Linked DNA regions of Mus musculus: regions 1, 2, 3 and 5 are each linked to region 4. Evidence: chromatin contacts called from public promoter capture Hi-C data. All regions are on one chromosome and are shown on one strand. Each heading gives the region's core, a stretch centred on a gene start, on an enhancer-like site or on the middle of the called end of the contact. The rest is flanking DNA. Distances are from core to core; before and after follow the strand shown.

Region 1 (2,766 bases), core at 44-2,543, 1.2 Mb before region 4:
TCATGGTTTATTCTCCTACACAACTGGAGAGACAAAAATTAAAAAACATCACACCATATGTTTCACCGTATCAATCAAAAAGCATTTCACCACGGTACATCCAAGACTTTCCTTTGGGGCTGAAAAATAAATAAATAATTGTATTGATTACAGAGGAAGGGAAACGCGGCCGCTTCTGCTGCAATGCAACACAGGCTGCTACGAACCGGAGAGAAGGGCTTTCCAAACAAAACCCTCCCCCGCCCGGGCTTACAAACCTCAACCAACTTATCCCAGCCTCACACTGTCCCCCGCCAGAGGAAACCTAGTAAATGCTCTCCCTTCCCCCACCATCGAGAAATGTTCACCTTTCCCCGCTCCTCCGCTTTACCCCTACCAGAGGCACTTTATTCCCCGCAGAGATTTCAAACCTTCCAAACTTTCCTCCCCACCCCCCTTTTAATTAAACACTAGAGCTTTGTACTAAAAGTGCAGAGAATTTTTACAGATGTACGGAAAATACCTGTTTCTCGGCAACGAGCACGCTACGACTACCGAGCCCCTCCCCATCTCCTGGGTTTCGTTAACCCAGGCTGGGGGAGGGAGGGAGGGAGCTGGCATATTGAATTGAGGAAGGGAAATCCTGGGTAAAAGAAGAGCATCGGAGGGGGACACCGGGAGGAGCCCCCTCCCCCAAATCAGAGCGGCTGGGCAGGGCAGCTGGACCGGAGAAACCCGAAGGGACAAAAGGGAGCGAGAAAGAGCCGGGAGAGCCGAGCCGGCGCCGCGGGCCGGGGCAGGCGGGTCCGCGCAGAGCGGTCGCGGCGCCGCGGCACAATGGCTGGCGGCCCGCGCGCCCCTCACCTCATGGTGCCGGCGGCGCCGAGGCTTCCCCGGCGCGGGAGCCGCCGAGCGGAGGGTCTCTTCTCAGGCGGGGAGGCGGACGCCGCGGGGACGCGCGAGCAGAGGCGGCTCCGGCTCCGGCGGCCGGGCTACACCATCTCCGCGCGCAGAGGCGAGGCGCCGGCCCGCCGAGCGCGAGCGACCACGGGCTGGGGACGGGGCACGGGGCCGAGGCGCCGAGCGGGTCCCCGGCGGCCGCCGCCTCCTCCGCCTGCGTCGCCGCCTCCTCCCCGCCGAGCCTCGTCCGCCGCTTCAGACGGGAGCCGCCGGGGCCGCGCGCCCGTCCGTCCGTCCGTCCGTCCGCCCGCCCGCCGCTCCAGAGGCCGCTCCGAGCGCGCCGCCGTCACCGCCGCCGCCGAGGCCGTGAGGAACCGGCAGCTGCTGCAGCCGCGGGAGGAGAGCCGGGCTCGCCGCGGGGCGCCGGGGGCGGGGCGGCGGAGGAGCACGCAGGCGCCGCCCTCCTCCCGCCGCCCCCGCCGCTCCCGCTTCGCCCGCTCCCCTCCCCCTCCCTCCCGGGGCGAGGGGCGTTGCGCACGAGGGGGCTGCGGGGCGGCGGCCGAGGCGAGGCGGCGGTGCGGCCACGGCCCTTTGTTGCCGCCCACCCGGCTCCGCGCCCCCCGCGGTCGGAGGGGGGCTCGGCGCCCGCTCTGCCCTTGACCGCGCTCTCCTGCCGCGGCCTTCCCGCAGCCCGGAGGCTGAGGTGAGGAGCGAACCGCGGTGGGGGGGTTGGGGGGGGCGTGACGAGCCGGGCGCGATCGCGGAGAGGACCAGGGCGCGCGGGCCGGCATCCCCCTCTGCGCGTCCCCGCCGCGATGTGATTCCCTCCCACCCACCCCCACCCGTGGGATGTAGGCGGGATGTAGGAGAGTTCCGAACACGCAAAACGTGGCCATCGTCGTCCCCCGGATTCCCGAGGACCCCCGAGCGTGCTGGACCTGGGGATCCGGCCGACGCGCGCACAGTACTGGGATGACTGCACAAACACACGCGCGCATAAACGCGCACACACACACACACACAGCTAACGCATCGGTGTCGGGAAACGCGGTGGCCCGAGGCACGCGGAACCCTGTGCAGCCGCGAGAGACGCAGCCCGTGGAACCCTTTCTGTCGTCACCAGCTGAAAGGGAATCCCGGCCGGGGGCGGGGAGGGATGGAAACTGAGGATAATTTTAAATGCTCTGTCTTTCACCTAGTCTGGAGCTCACCTCCTTGAGAAGGTAGATAGAAAATACTAACGCAGCGAATGGTTTAGTCAGATGGTGCAGGAGGCCTCTGAGAAGCCCGAATTTGGGGCGGGGGGTGTAGAATGAAAAACAGCAAATCCAATGATCTAATAAAATTTTTTAAAAACTGAGAGCCCGCTTTCGTGCGCAGTATACAGATGCCTAGACTAGGTTAGAAAGGGTTTTTGCAGCTACCCGATTTCTATTACATCCAAAATGGAGGACCTAGCAATACTGCAGGAATCCATTCAAAAGTTTGATGTTCCATATAAAATGAGCTGCGGTTCTAAAGATACTTATGAAAGCTGGCATTCTGGGCACTTTCAAATGACAAGCTAACGTATCCTATCCATCCTTGGTCAATGCCTGAATTGTCTGGAGAACAGTTTAACCTGTTTTAACTATGAAAAGCCTCCTGGTTTCAGAGCTCAACAAAGGCGGTTTGCTTTTTGGAAGGAAGCCCTGCAAGAAGCAGTGACCTAGAGCTGTGGCACAGGACCAGGGTGGCCTCGGGTAGTAAAAAGCACGGTGCCTCTGCTCTAAACATGGTGTACTTGAAGAACACTAATTTCCACCCACATAGCTAATTACAGCTTGCCATCACAGAGCATTTTATTCAAGGATCTCCAAGGACTGAAGAGAAAACAGCCCTGTCAGC
Region 2 (2,700 bases), core at 184-2,683, 2.0 Mb after region 4:
AAGAAAAAAAAGAAAGTAAGCTAAATGGGTTTCAAGAGCTTCATCAGAGACAGAGCAATTTTTTTTTTCATTTACAAAATTAGGATAACACATTCTTTTGAAGTCAGCCATGGTACAGTACACACATATAATCCCAGTGCTTGGACATTGAGGGGAATTGAAGGTTTGAGGCTAACCTGGACTACATGGCTAGACCTTATCTCAAACAATCAAAGAAACAAGACTCCTTGAAGATATTTATGACAGTCTAACTGGGCAAGATATGGAAATGTACTTTCAAATCCAAGTAAAAGACTCAGGTTGGTCTTTAATTTATGTGTATATACTTCAGTAAGTATTTATCAAGGACTCAACTGGGTGCCAGATCCCATGCTAGAGACCAGGTATTTAAGGGGTTAAACGGATCCCCAGTCCTCCAGGAGTCTATAAGGATGGTGCTTTCCTTATCCAAAACCCAAAGGAAAAGTACAGGGTCAGTCTCCCCAGCTCTGTTCTGCCGTGCTGTTTTGTTGTTCTTTCCCGCCTAGCATTCTCTCAGTTTTAGTTAGCTGAGTAAGTAATTGCTTCACTTGGCCTGTGTTAGTCACTAGCTTTTTAGTTCCGTAGGAATGTGTCCCTTTCTGTTCCGAAGCTCTGTGCCTAGAGTGTGGCTGGCACGGAAAACACTAACAAATACTTGTTGGGCGGTTAGATGAACAAACGGATGAAAAGGCAAACGGACGATTACAGAGCACCATTCAATACTGCGCTGGTCCTGTTACTACATCGGGCTTTCACAGAACCGTGGCAACTTATAGATAGGAGTATTTATTTAATACGAGCCCTTAAGGAGCTGCTTTCCATCGCTTTGTTACTTGAGACACTGTTTTTGCATTGTAGCCCAGGATAGTGGCTTCAACAGCCAGAAATTCACCTGCCTCAGACTGAGGTAGGAAGGATTACAGGCATAGGCGCCGCAGACTCTTTTGGGAGTTGGGGTATAGGTGCTGAGGATAGCCTTCCACATTAAAAAAAAAAAAAACAAAAGCACAAACAAAATTACGAAGTTCTCAGGCACCTGCCCACACTCAGCTTAAACCGCCTGATCTGCGAACGATCTAGGTCGTGTCCGTAGAAGCACACCAACAAGATTGTTTGGGTGACTCAATGGCCCCCGCAAAGTTCAATTAGATCACCTTTGGAGGAAGGCCAGAATGACGGGACAAGCTCGCCCAAGAAAGAATGCGGCCAGGCTCCACGTCTAACTCTCCGCCACAAGACCGCGAGTCACGTGTCCGAAGCTGCACCCTCCCTCGGCTCCCGCTCGGCCCGCGCACGCGCAGCTTCGGGGCGTCCCGCGCATGCGTAGCACCCTCCCCTCGCGAGGAGTGCTGACAGCTTCCGGTCTGGCGTCCCCGCCCCCCCAGGGTAGCTGAAGCTTTCGGGGCTCCGTGCTGTCAGCCTTCGGGTGGAGTGGCCCGGGCGTGGCTAGGGACCACGAGCCCCGCGAGGCGGGGTCCCTGCAGCCATGGCCTGCTCCATCGTCCAGTTCTGCTCCTTCCAGGACCTGCAGTCCGCGCGCGACTTCCTATTCCCTCACCTGCGGGAGGAGACCCCCGGCGCCCTGAAGAGGGACCCGAGTAAGTGTCCCGGCGACCGGGACGCGGCTGCAAGCCTCCCTTCCCTCGGCGTCCCGTCTCTCTCAGCCTCAGCCTTTTGCGTCTCCTGTCCTGTCGCCTGTCTGTCACCGCTCCCCACCCCCTCCTTCCCAGTCCCAGCTCCACGTCTTCTCCCTATGCACACCACCTGCTCAGAGATAGCATCCTCCGTCCCAGTCCCTGCCTAATGTCAGCCCTCCACCCTGTGCTTGTTCCAACTCCCATCCTTCTCCATTTCTGGCACTGTATGTAGCCTTTGCTCTGCCCCTTCAAGAGGTGCTTAGCATCCCCACCCTCTTCCATCTCTTTTCTGTCATTCAGATTTACGGAATAAATGGCCGATTGGCAAGTGAAGGGTTTTTAAGGTGGTGAGTAAACTGCCAAGTAAGAAAAGTAACCTCTTAGGAAGTGAGGAGAATCCAGGGTAGGAACTAAAATTACAGCCACATGGTCGAGAAAAGTTAATTGGCGTCTATTGAGGTGAGAAACAGCGCCTGTTATTACCATCAAACAACGTTAACAAGCCCTACTTCATGAATATAAATCCCAAAGCTGCTTACTAAATGCTGCGTATTACCTGAGGATTTTATTATATGCTCCTTTATTTCTCCTTTTGAAAGAGGGTATCTTACTCTGCTTTCTTTATTTTTAATATGAAAATCACTTTGCTCTGTAGACCCAGTAATAATTTTTAAAAAACCACTCTCCTTTTCACTATTTAGAAGCTATCCCAGGGCACTAGGGAGATTCTGCTTCCTAGTAGGGTCTGTCTGAAAAGTAATGTTTGAAAATATCAAATATGGGAGGAACTAGGGATGAATAGTTTGTACCAGTCATTGCTGCTCCCTACCACTTAAGTTTGGTAGTTTCCGTCTGGTAGCACTATGATTCACTGGTAATGTCACGTGTGAGTGAGGGTGCTCTAACATGATAGATGGCTTGACAGGCGCGTGTGTTGAGAGAGAAAGAAGGCCATATCTGAAATGCTTGTGGAGACGTCCAACACTTGGTATGGCAGCTGGAGTCAAGGTGATAATTAGTTAAGGGTGAAGTGTGGTTTCAG
Region 3 (2,700 bases), core at 176-2,675, 1.4 Mb before region 4:
ATATTTTATATAGCATGTGGAGAACGACCTTGTCTTAGGAGACAAAAAAAAAAAAAAAAAAATGGGCTGCCAACAAGATATGAATGCCACTTTGCACAAGATCCACACAGTCAGTGGAAACTACATAACACATCCCAAAATATTGCCCAACAGGAGATAATTATACTGGATAGGACAAGGAGGCTCCAGACTCCCGTGTATTCTTATGCACCCAAGTAACGCATAAGAGACGCACACAGGCTTCCCTAAACAAACAGGTTGTTTGCAAAGAAAAGTCACTCGCTAAACTGTACCCTCAACCACATACCGCAGAAATTCAAGAATCCTCAGGCTTTTTTCCTGTCAACCCAGATTCTTGCTAACCCGAGGGTCATTTGGCACTGAACGCCTCACATATTATGGTACAATATAACACTATGTATCAGTGTGGCCGATTTCTTTCTACGATGCTCCGGTGCGTTACTAAGATCTTTAATCGTTTCCCCCCCTCTCCCAAATTCACTTAATGTGGCAGAAAGAAAAAGCTCAAATGGTGGCTCACAGCTACCCTTTAACACCTGAGCCGGCACAGGCCTGCTAGGCAAAACGCAAACAGGAAGGCGTTCGCAGGGTCTGTGCCCCTTCAGAGCCGTGCAGGAGAAAGCTGGCTGTCCTGGCAGAGTGGCCTTTTCCCTTAATACCCAAAAGCACGCTAATCTTAACAGTCCTTACTCACTCCCGCCCCAACTCCCCAGTCAACGCTCATCATCACCCTCTCTGTCCGTATTAGGTCCTCCATCCCGCGCTTCTCTGTAGCCCCATCTTCTAACCCTCAGAGCAGCTGCTACTTTGTAGCCCCAGATCTAGTCCTGCTCCTGCACCTGAGCCACGGCCCTAGCACACCAAGTGCGCTACACAGGGCGGGCGGGCGCAACGCCAGGCCAGCCCGCCATCGCCGAAGTGCCCCGGAGCAGGCCCTCCGCACCCCAGCGCGCACTGAGTGGCCCTCGAAGCTGCTGGAGGCGCGAGGTCCGCTGTCACCGCGCAGAAGCACTCAGGAGGCCCGGATAGGCGGGACGGCGCCCTGGCAGGAGCCAGAGGCGGTTAACCCCTCCTCCGAAGGCCGCCCGCTTTCCGAGGGCCGGGAAGCCGCGGCGAGCACAGCCCAGCCCGGCCCGGCCGGGGCACCCAACGCGCGCGTCCGAGACGGGGATCGGGGGTTGTCCGCCATCCGAAACCCGCGCTCGACTTCCGGCCCGCGCGGCCCCAGCCTCGCCGGCCGCCCCGGGGAACCCGCTCTCCACACGCGGCGGAGTCCCGCGCCGACGCTCACCTGGCCGCGCTCCGGCGGGAACTCCAGCCACTCCAGGACAGTCACCAGCAGCCAGCGGCGACTCCGCGCGCGACACAGCCGGCCGCGCTCTCGCGCCCCCGAGGTCCCGCCCCTAGCGAGGCTGCCCTGAGCTCCCCATTGGTCCCTCGACCTTTTGAATCATCGCCGGCGCTGGCGATTGGTCGAGGGCCAGTGGCGCGTCCAGCCCGCCCGCTCGTGAGCGTCCGGCGTCCCCACCCGGTTTATCTCCGCAGCCCAGGCACCAAGCCGCGCTTTGGCTCGCGCCCTCCTGCGGAGCGATCTAGGCCGGCGGTCTGGGAGGAGGGTGAAGCTCGCGCGACGCCAGGCAAAAGCGTCCGCTGCTGTCACCCGGCTCTCGGTCCGTGTGTAACCTCGGGAGCCAGCGGGCCGCGCGCTTAGTCCGGCCACGGCCGAAGCCCGCGGGCTTCGCGTCCCGCCTGGACCCGACCCCAGCAGGCCCAGGCCGGAGCCCCCAAACTCCCCCCCCCCCTTACACTTGCCACCACTGGTTGTTTCCTTCCTCTCGGGTTGAGAGTTCAAAGCAGTTCGTTAAAGCTCCCTACTTCGCCGTGCTGTTTTTAAAGGTATTTCCAACATCCCTTATTAAATACATCTGAGTGTCTTCCTGCCTCGGAAGCACTGTGGGTTCAGATGCAAGGCTGAAATAAGTCTTTTCATCCGCAGCGTGGCTTCAGGTGCACAGCGCTGTCACCTTCTCAGCTACAAACGAGTGAGTAAGTGCGTGCCTCGGAGCCCTTCCTAAGAAAGAGTGCTCACCACGATTTGATTTGTCATTGCCGTTGGGGTTGCCCTGGGTGGAAATCTAAACCACAGATGTGTGCATCAAGAAACCTCTAAACGTAAAGTTTGGCAAATCCCTTAAGCTTCAGCTCTTAAAGACGAATCCTACTCCGAGTCCTGCGGCAAATAACACAGGAAAACACCATGGGAAGGATGTCGTTTGAGATAAATTCTACTAATACCAAAGACATCCTTCACTCCTCAAACCCAGAGCCAAGGTTCCGTTGGGTTCCCTCCACAGGACATATAAGCATTTTCACTTACAAAATAAAAGACCAGAGGCGGGGAAACCTTGTAAACTTTGGTTTATAGTTTCTTCAAAAGGACCAGGCCAGTGAGGCTGGAGAGCCAGCTCAGATGATAAAGAACCCTGCCTTGAAAGAATAAGAACTTTGTGAGCACTTGAGACCCTCAGCACTAAAATTAAAACAAGAGGAAGGTGCTCTCAAAAGGCTGTAACTATAATGAAGGGGACAGAGGTAGCTGGGGACAAACAGATCTCCCTGGACTCAGTTGGTAACAGCTAGGATTTTGTGAGACACCCTGTCTCAAAGAGCAAGATGTTG
Region 4 (2,700 bases), core at 61-2,560:
CCCACATGTGGTGCCCAGACATACATGCAGGCAATAACACCCATACACATAAAAACAAACAACTTAAAAAAGAAATGAAGAGATGCAAAAAGAAATCAACCCAACAGTTAGCCCCATGACTTCAGAAGACTGCCTTCAATGTCTTCATTAATATGTTAAAGCACTATGTTAGGTGCATCCTGCATTACATCAGCTGTGCCACCCAACAAACCGTTCTTATAATAACTTGTCTCACTGCAGCACAAATCTCAAGTAAGTCAGTGAGATACCGGGTTATGGATAAATGCACAGTGCTTTCTGGTTTGTTTGTATGTTTGTATTTGTTTCTTCAAGTAGTTCAGGTCAGACCACCAAGTAAGATGTAAGTTACCAGTACTGGCAAATACCGGGGGATAAAATTAAGATTGTAACTCTTGGGAAGGGAAACACTTGAAGCAATCAGTATACACCAGCCTCCATCAGTGACAGTACTCTGGCTTTGCCTAGTTATGCTCAGTGTGTGGCAAGAATCCAATCTATTTAACATCTAAAAATGTGTCACCCCATTGAGAAGCAAACAGTAAGTCATAAAGTGCAAACATGAAGGTGCAAGCTTTGTCCAGATACTTACAAGCTCACTCCACGACAAAGGAAGTGGGACAACCTGAACTCCGCAAGGTAGAGAAGAGTCTAAAATGAAAACTTCAGTGGGCTTGCTTGTCTGAATCAAAGACCTAAAGTCCTATTAGTCTGACAAAGCCTGAACGGGAGCTAAGTGAGTAAGAGTTCAGGTTTTCCCTACGAATGTTGGGTATTCCCCTCCGAAGACCACTGGAAGAGGGGAGAAGTCTTAAGAGAAAGAAAGCAATGTATTGCAAAGAAAGCAATGCTGAGCATGCAAGCCTTGGCTGCTCATCTCGCAGATGAGTTAGGTCAAGACGTCCTTCTCATCTTTAACCCCGAGGGTGAAAAGAGCTGCCTCTGGAGCGTCTCCCTGCAAGCCCCCCAAGGCCATCTCGGGCCACCTTCCCTACGAGCCTGGGGACGCGGACACACCCCCATGGAAGATGTCACCTCGGCCTCCTCAGCCCCTCGCAGCCACCCTCCGCCGCCAGCCGTCCTCACCCCGAGATCCCTGCTCTCCCGCCGCGCCGACTCCCGCGTGCCTCCTCGGCCTCCCCGGACCGCGGGGACGCAGCGCCGAGAAGCATCCACACCGACCACGGGCGTCCGGGACACTGAGGCTCCGAACTCTGCTCCAGCCGGAGCTCGCGGATCCTGGCCCGGAGCCGCGCTTCCGCCTGGCGCGGGCCGCGGTCGCCAGCGGGACCGGAAGTCCCGCCTCCGGCTATGGGCCCAGGCCTCCTGCTACTCAAAGCCGCTGCAGCTGGGCTGGGGTGCAGAGGCACATGCATCTCCTGTCTCCGTCTTAGCTGTCACTTAGCCAGTCTACAAATGCTGGGCCAGGTGTCCACTAGATGACTCTGAGACCGACCTCTGAGCCCACATTCTGGTTGAAAGTTGAGCTAAACAAAAGCAGTAGCTAATCAGACACCGCGAAGGACTATGTTTTATTTAATTCATTCAGACTGTTTCTTTTCTCCATCACTCATGAAACAAGAAAATGGTAGACGGAGAACCACACCTTGACACACTGTCTAGTTATCTTTAGCTCTTGTTTTTTGTTAAAACCTACTTTCATGTCAGGACTCTAAGGATAACTAAGAGGCATTGAAGTCAAGGCTGGGGACTCTTGTATCTCCTTATCCTTCACAATGTAGCAATTTTGAATAATTCTCTTTTTCTGCTTTTTACTATTAATTTGGGTCCTTTAATTGGCTTACTGAGGATAGGTGGCTGAACCTGGTGTGTTGGAGCACAGGCTGTAACCCTACAAGAAGCACAATTTGTTGTAACACAGCAGTGCTGTGGGAATGGTATGGTGTGTAGAGTTGAGCAAGAAGACGGACTATAAATAACAATTTCAGTTGAGACTGAATTAAAGAACAAATAAGAGTTAAAGTAGGCAAGGACATGCATAGCAGTATACCAGAAAGTAAGAGCCTGTCTTGTTCAGGCAACTGCATAGAAGTACAGTCAATTAAAGTCCAAGACCTCAAAGGCAAGAAAAAAACATAGACAAGACCAGATGTTGCTGTACTTTCGTAGTGGTTTGTAGATTTGGCCCCCCCAAAGATTCGTGTTTGAATGCATGGCCCACAGGGATTGATACTATTAGAAGATATGTCATTGTTAGAAAAGGTGTGGCCTTGTTGGAGGACATGTGTCACTGTAGGGGTGGGCTTTGAGGACTCCTAGTGCTCAAGCTCTGCCCAGGATGGAAGAAAGGCAAAATGCAGAACCCTCAGCTCCTTTACCAGCACCATGTCTGCCTGGCTGCTGCCATGTTTCCTGCCATGACGATAATGGACTGAACCTCTGAAACTCTAAGCCAGCCCCAATTAAATGTTTGCCTTGGTCCTAGTGTCTATTCACAGCAATGGAACCCTAACTAAGACAACTTTATACCAAATATTTTAGCTTCAAATTTCATACAACAGAGTCAATGGAGTCACCATTAGAATAGACAAAACAGCGGATCCTGGGGTTGCCCAGAGTGACTGTCCTAGCTAACAAAGAAAAGAAAAACCTGAGACTGGGCGTTTTAGCTCAATGATCATGGTATGTACCAACTCGCATGAGGCCCTGGGCTTGCTATCC
Region 5 (2,700 bases), core at 59-2,558, 1.5 Mb after region 4:
TTTGCTTCCCCGCAATTCTTAAGAAATACTGGAAATCAAATAAATGCAAAGTGTCCCCACGCTGAGATTTCCTTGTCAGAAAGATCTAGGTCGTTCTGCAGATATTTCATTCAAAAGATGGATAATACACACTTTTGCAAAACTTTGCAGCAACCAGAGTATGGTCATCCGTTTCTATGCTGTTTAAGCAACACGAAGATATGTTTTTAAACATGGGATAGCTGACTTTTACATGTCACTAAGTTTTCCTTCATTTCGTTTTCTTCGCCCTCATTCTACCGTTCTGTCCTTAAAAATAAACGCACCCCAAATCCTCCTGACATCAGGCCCCTCATGGGTGGTGGTGAGGCCTGAGGCCTTCCAGCGATACGTACCTCTCAGAGTGTTGCCTTCCTTAACTTTTGGGTCAAATTCCGCAGACAAAATTCGATCGATACCAAATTTGAGGTCTTTGCTGGAGGGGGCAGGGGCGGAGCCGCTATGGTGGGGGACCACCCGCGTCCCCGAAGTCGGTGGCTGCAGGGAGACCGCCCGGGGTGGAGGCGGGGGCTGCTGCTGCGGTTGCTGTTGCTGCGTTGGTGATTGCTGCGGGAGATGCTGGTGGAAGGCGGCAGAGAGCGGAGACAGCCGCTGAGGGAAGCCAGCCGGGACTTCTGAGGGCGCCACCACCGGGGTGGGACGGAGCGGGGATCTGGCGGCAGCTTGGAAGGAGGCGTGCGGGTGCACGGAGCCCAAGTGTGCGGTGAGGGCTGCCGAGGCCCCCACCAGTCCCTCTGCAGCGGGCCCCGGCTCCCCGACGCCGGCGTGCAGGATGTCCGCGATGCAGAAAGAGGGTTTCTTGACAGCGGCTGGGTCCAGGGCGAAGGAGCAGCCGCCCGGGCCCGCCGAGGAGCAGTAGGCGGCTGACCAGAGACTAAAGTTGGAAGCATAGAAGGGAGCCAGGCCGGCTGCGAACATCCTGGCAGGATCCCGGCGGGGTCCTGGGTGAGTGGGGAAGTGGGTGGGCGCTCGGGCAGAGGCGGTGTCCCAGCCGAGCCCGAGCTGCTTTCGGTTCTTCGCCCGCCCTGAAGCGGAGGGCCAACCGGGGAGCCCTAGCGCCACCGAGGGACGAGGCGAGGGCCCGATCGCCGCCCGCCACGGCCTGGGCCCCTGGCTTGGCTTGAAAGGCGGCGCGGCGGGCGCGCTCCCCGCCGGGTGGATGGAGGCGATCGCCAGGCGCTGGGGCGACAAGGCGAGCGCGGCCTCGCTCTGCTACTCCGCAGAAGCCGGGGAGACAGGGACCCGACACCGAAAGAAAAACCCAAACAGCTAAGCCCTAAGAGCTAAATTTAAAACAACAATAATGATCCGTTAGTTTAAAAAAAAAAAAAAAAAAAAAAAAGGAAAAAAATTAAAAAAAAAAAAAAAACTCCTCTCTAAAAACTCCCAAAGTTTTGGCAGGAGCTTTCGAGTCAGACCCCGGGTAGGACCTTGATCCGTGCGCTCATTGGACGTCTTCGTGACCAATGGGACTCCGGAGTGGAGGGGAATTGGGAAAGAGGGGGGCGTGGCCGAGCTCGGCCACGCCCTGGCCACGCCAAAGTGTTTTCTGCGGCAGCGTGGGCTAAGCTGAGTACTGAGCGTCTCTGGGAGCCGCTTGGGGGTCGAGACTCCTCGGGCCTCTGGCTCTCCTCTGTCCCCTGCAGCTCGGGGACCCGCCAGCGGCAGAGCCTCGGAGCCGGTCTCCGGAATTTTCCTGGAGCTGCGGAGGAGGGGGATCACTGAGGCTCCCGTACTCTGCTGTAGTACACCCCCAACCTCCACCCCAGCAGACCACGCTGGCGGTCCGCAGGCTGTCCCTTCCGTATTCCGCTCTCATGCGACTTTCCTTCTCTCTGCTTTTACCCAGGTGCTTTTATCACAAGTCCTAGGTAAAGGCCCCATCCTCTCAGCGCCCCTACAGCCCAGAATCCCGACCCAAGTCTACTGTAATCCGCTGGTTTCTCAGCTCACCAGAGCTGCTCCAAGAAGCCAGGAGGAGGGCAGACCACAAATTAGTTTTATTCGGAGCTGTCATTCCAGTGACAACTTGAAAGAGTGACTTTTCAAACAAAAATAAGATAGATGGCTCCAAACGTCTCCCTTAGAAACAGCCAAACTTTTACCCTGAGCCTCGGAACCAACAAGGAGTGCAGCCCCAGAAGAGCGGCACGCGTGTCCCCTCTCTGCACCTTGTAGGAAGTGCTACCCTCCGCGGCCACCACATCCCCTGGTCACGTGAGGTCCTATGTTTTGCAAGTGCCAGGGAGCGGTTGCCTTTGAGATTAAATACCTACTTTTAATTCGGCTGCAGTTTTTCCAGGATCCGCTTTGGCCTGTTGGAGGGAGGCACTGTCCGAGCCTCCACAGCCAGCGCCTTCCATTCTTGCTAGGGTCTTTAGAACTCAGCCTAGGTGCACTGGGAATTTTCTGTCGCATCAACATCTCTATTTTAAGAATTCGTTCTCTTTTAAATTATAGTCAGAGTGGATTTCCCCGCCCCTCTCCCAAACAGACCACAGGCCACCTAGATGAACGGTTGTTGCACATTTCAGGAAGAAAATAAAATAATGACAATAACGAAACCACCAAATCTTTTGTTTTCGATTGTCCAAGTAAGTGTCTCCGGAATGATATTCCAAGGCAGGCTTATTTCCCCTCAGCAATAAGATACCAAAAACT

Evidence for each region. Promoter capture Hi-C pulls out the DNA fragments that hold promoters and counts their contacts. Capture Hi-C pulls out chosen DNA fragments and counts their contacts.
Region 1: a promoter capture Hi-C map of liver shows a contact between it and region 4, with 6 times the contacts expected there. The contact joins the promoter of Enah here to the promoter of Disp1 in region 4. A contact is called at or near these places in 3 of 39 promoter capture datasets (cranial neural crest and liver).
Region 2: a promoter capture Hi-C map of pre-B cells shows a contact between it and region 4, with 27 times the contacts expected there. The contact joins the promoter of Rab3gap2 here to the promoter of Disp1 in region 4. A contact is called at or near these places in 3 of 39 promoter capture datasets (frontonasal cranial neural crest, liver and pre-B cells) and 1 of 9 other capture datasets (adipose tissue).
Region 3: a promoter capture Hi-C map of pre-B cells shows a contact between it and region 4, with 7 times the contacts expected there. The contact joins the promoter of Lbr here to the promoter of Disp1 in region 4. A contact is called at or near these places in 2 of 39 promoter capture datasets (hippocampal neurons and pre-B cells) and 1 of 9 other capture datasets (liver).
Region 5: a contact with region 4 is called in a promoter capture Hi-C map of adipose tissue, with 4 times the contacts expected there. The contact joins the promoter of Hlx here to the promoter of Disp1 in region 4. A contact is called at or near these places in 1 of 39 promoter capture datasets (liver) and 1 of 9 other capture datasets (adipose tissue).

The regions. Positions count from the first base shown.
Region 1 is chr1:182,018,687-182,021,452 of GRCm38.p6, forward strand. Enah (ENAH actin regulator) reads right to left here and starts at 1,294. Exons shown (of 15, transcript NM_010135.3): 1 at 844-1,294. The coding sequence starts at 848.
Region 2 is chr1:185,202,735-185,205,434 of GRCm38.p6, forward strand. It overlaps Rab3gap2 (RAB3 GTPase activating protein subunit 2), which reads left to right and starts at 1,434. Exons shown (of 35, transcript NM_001163754.1): 1 at 1,434-1,619. The coding sequence starts at 1,508.
Region 3 is chr1:181,840,976-181,843,675 of GRCm38.p6, forward strand. Lbr (lamin B receptor) reads right to left here and starts at 1,426. Exons shown (of 14, transcript NM_133815.2): 1 at 1,313-1,426.
Region 4 is chr1:183,220,219-183,222,918 of GRCm38.p6, forward strand. Disp1 (dispatched RND transporter family member 1) reads right to left here and starts at 1,311. Exons shown (of 10, transcript NM_026866.3): 1 at 1,105-1,311.
Region 5 is chr1:184,731,185-184,733,884 of GRCm38.p6, forward strand. It overlaps Hlx (H2.0-like homeobox), which reads right to left and starts at 1,309. Exons shown (of 4, transcript NM_008250.2): 1 at 375-1,309. The coding sequence starts at 957.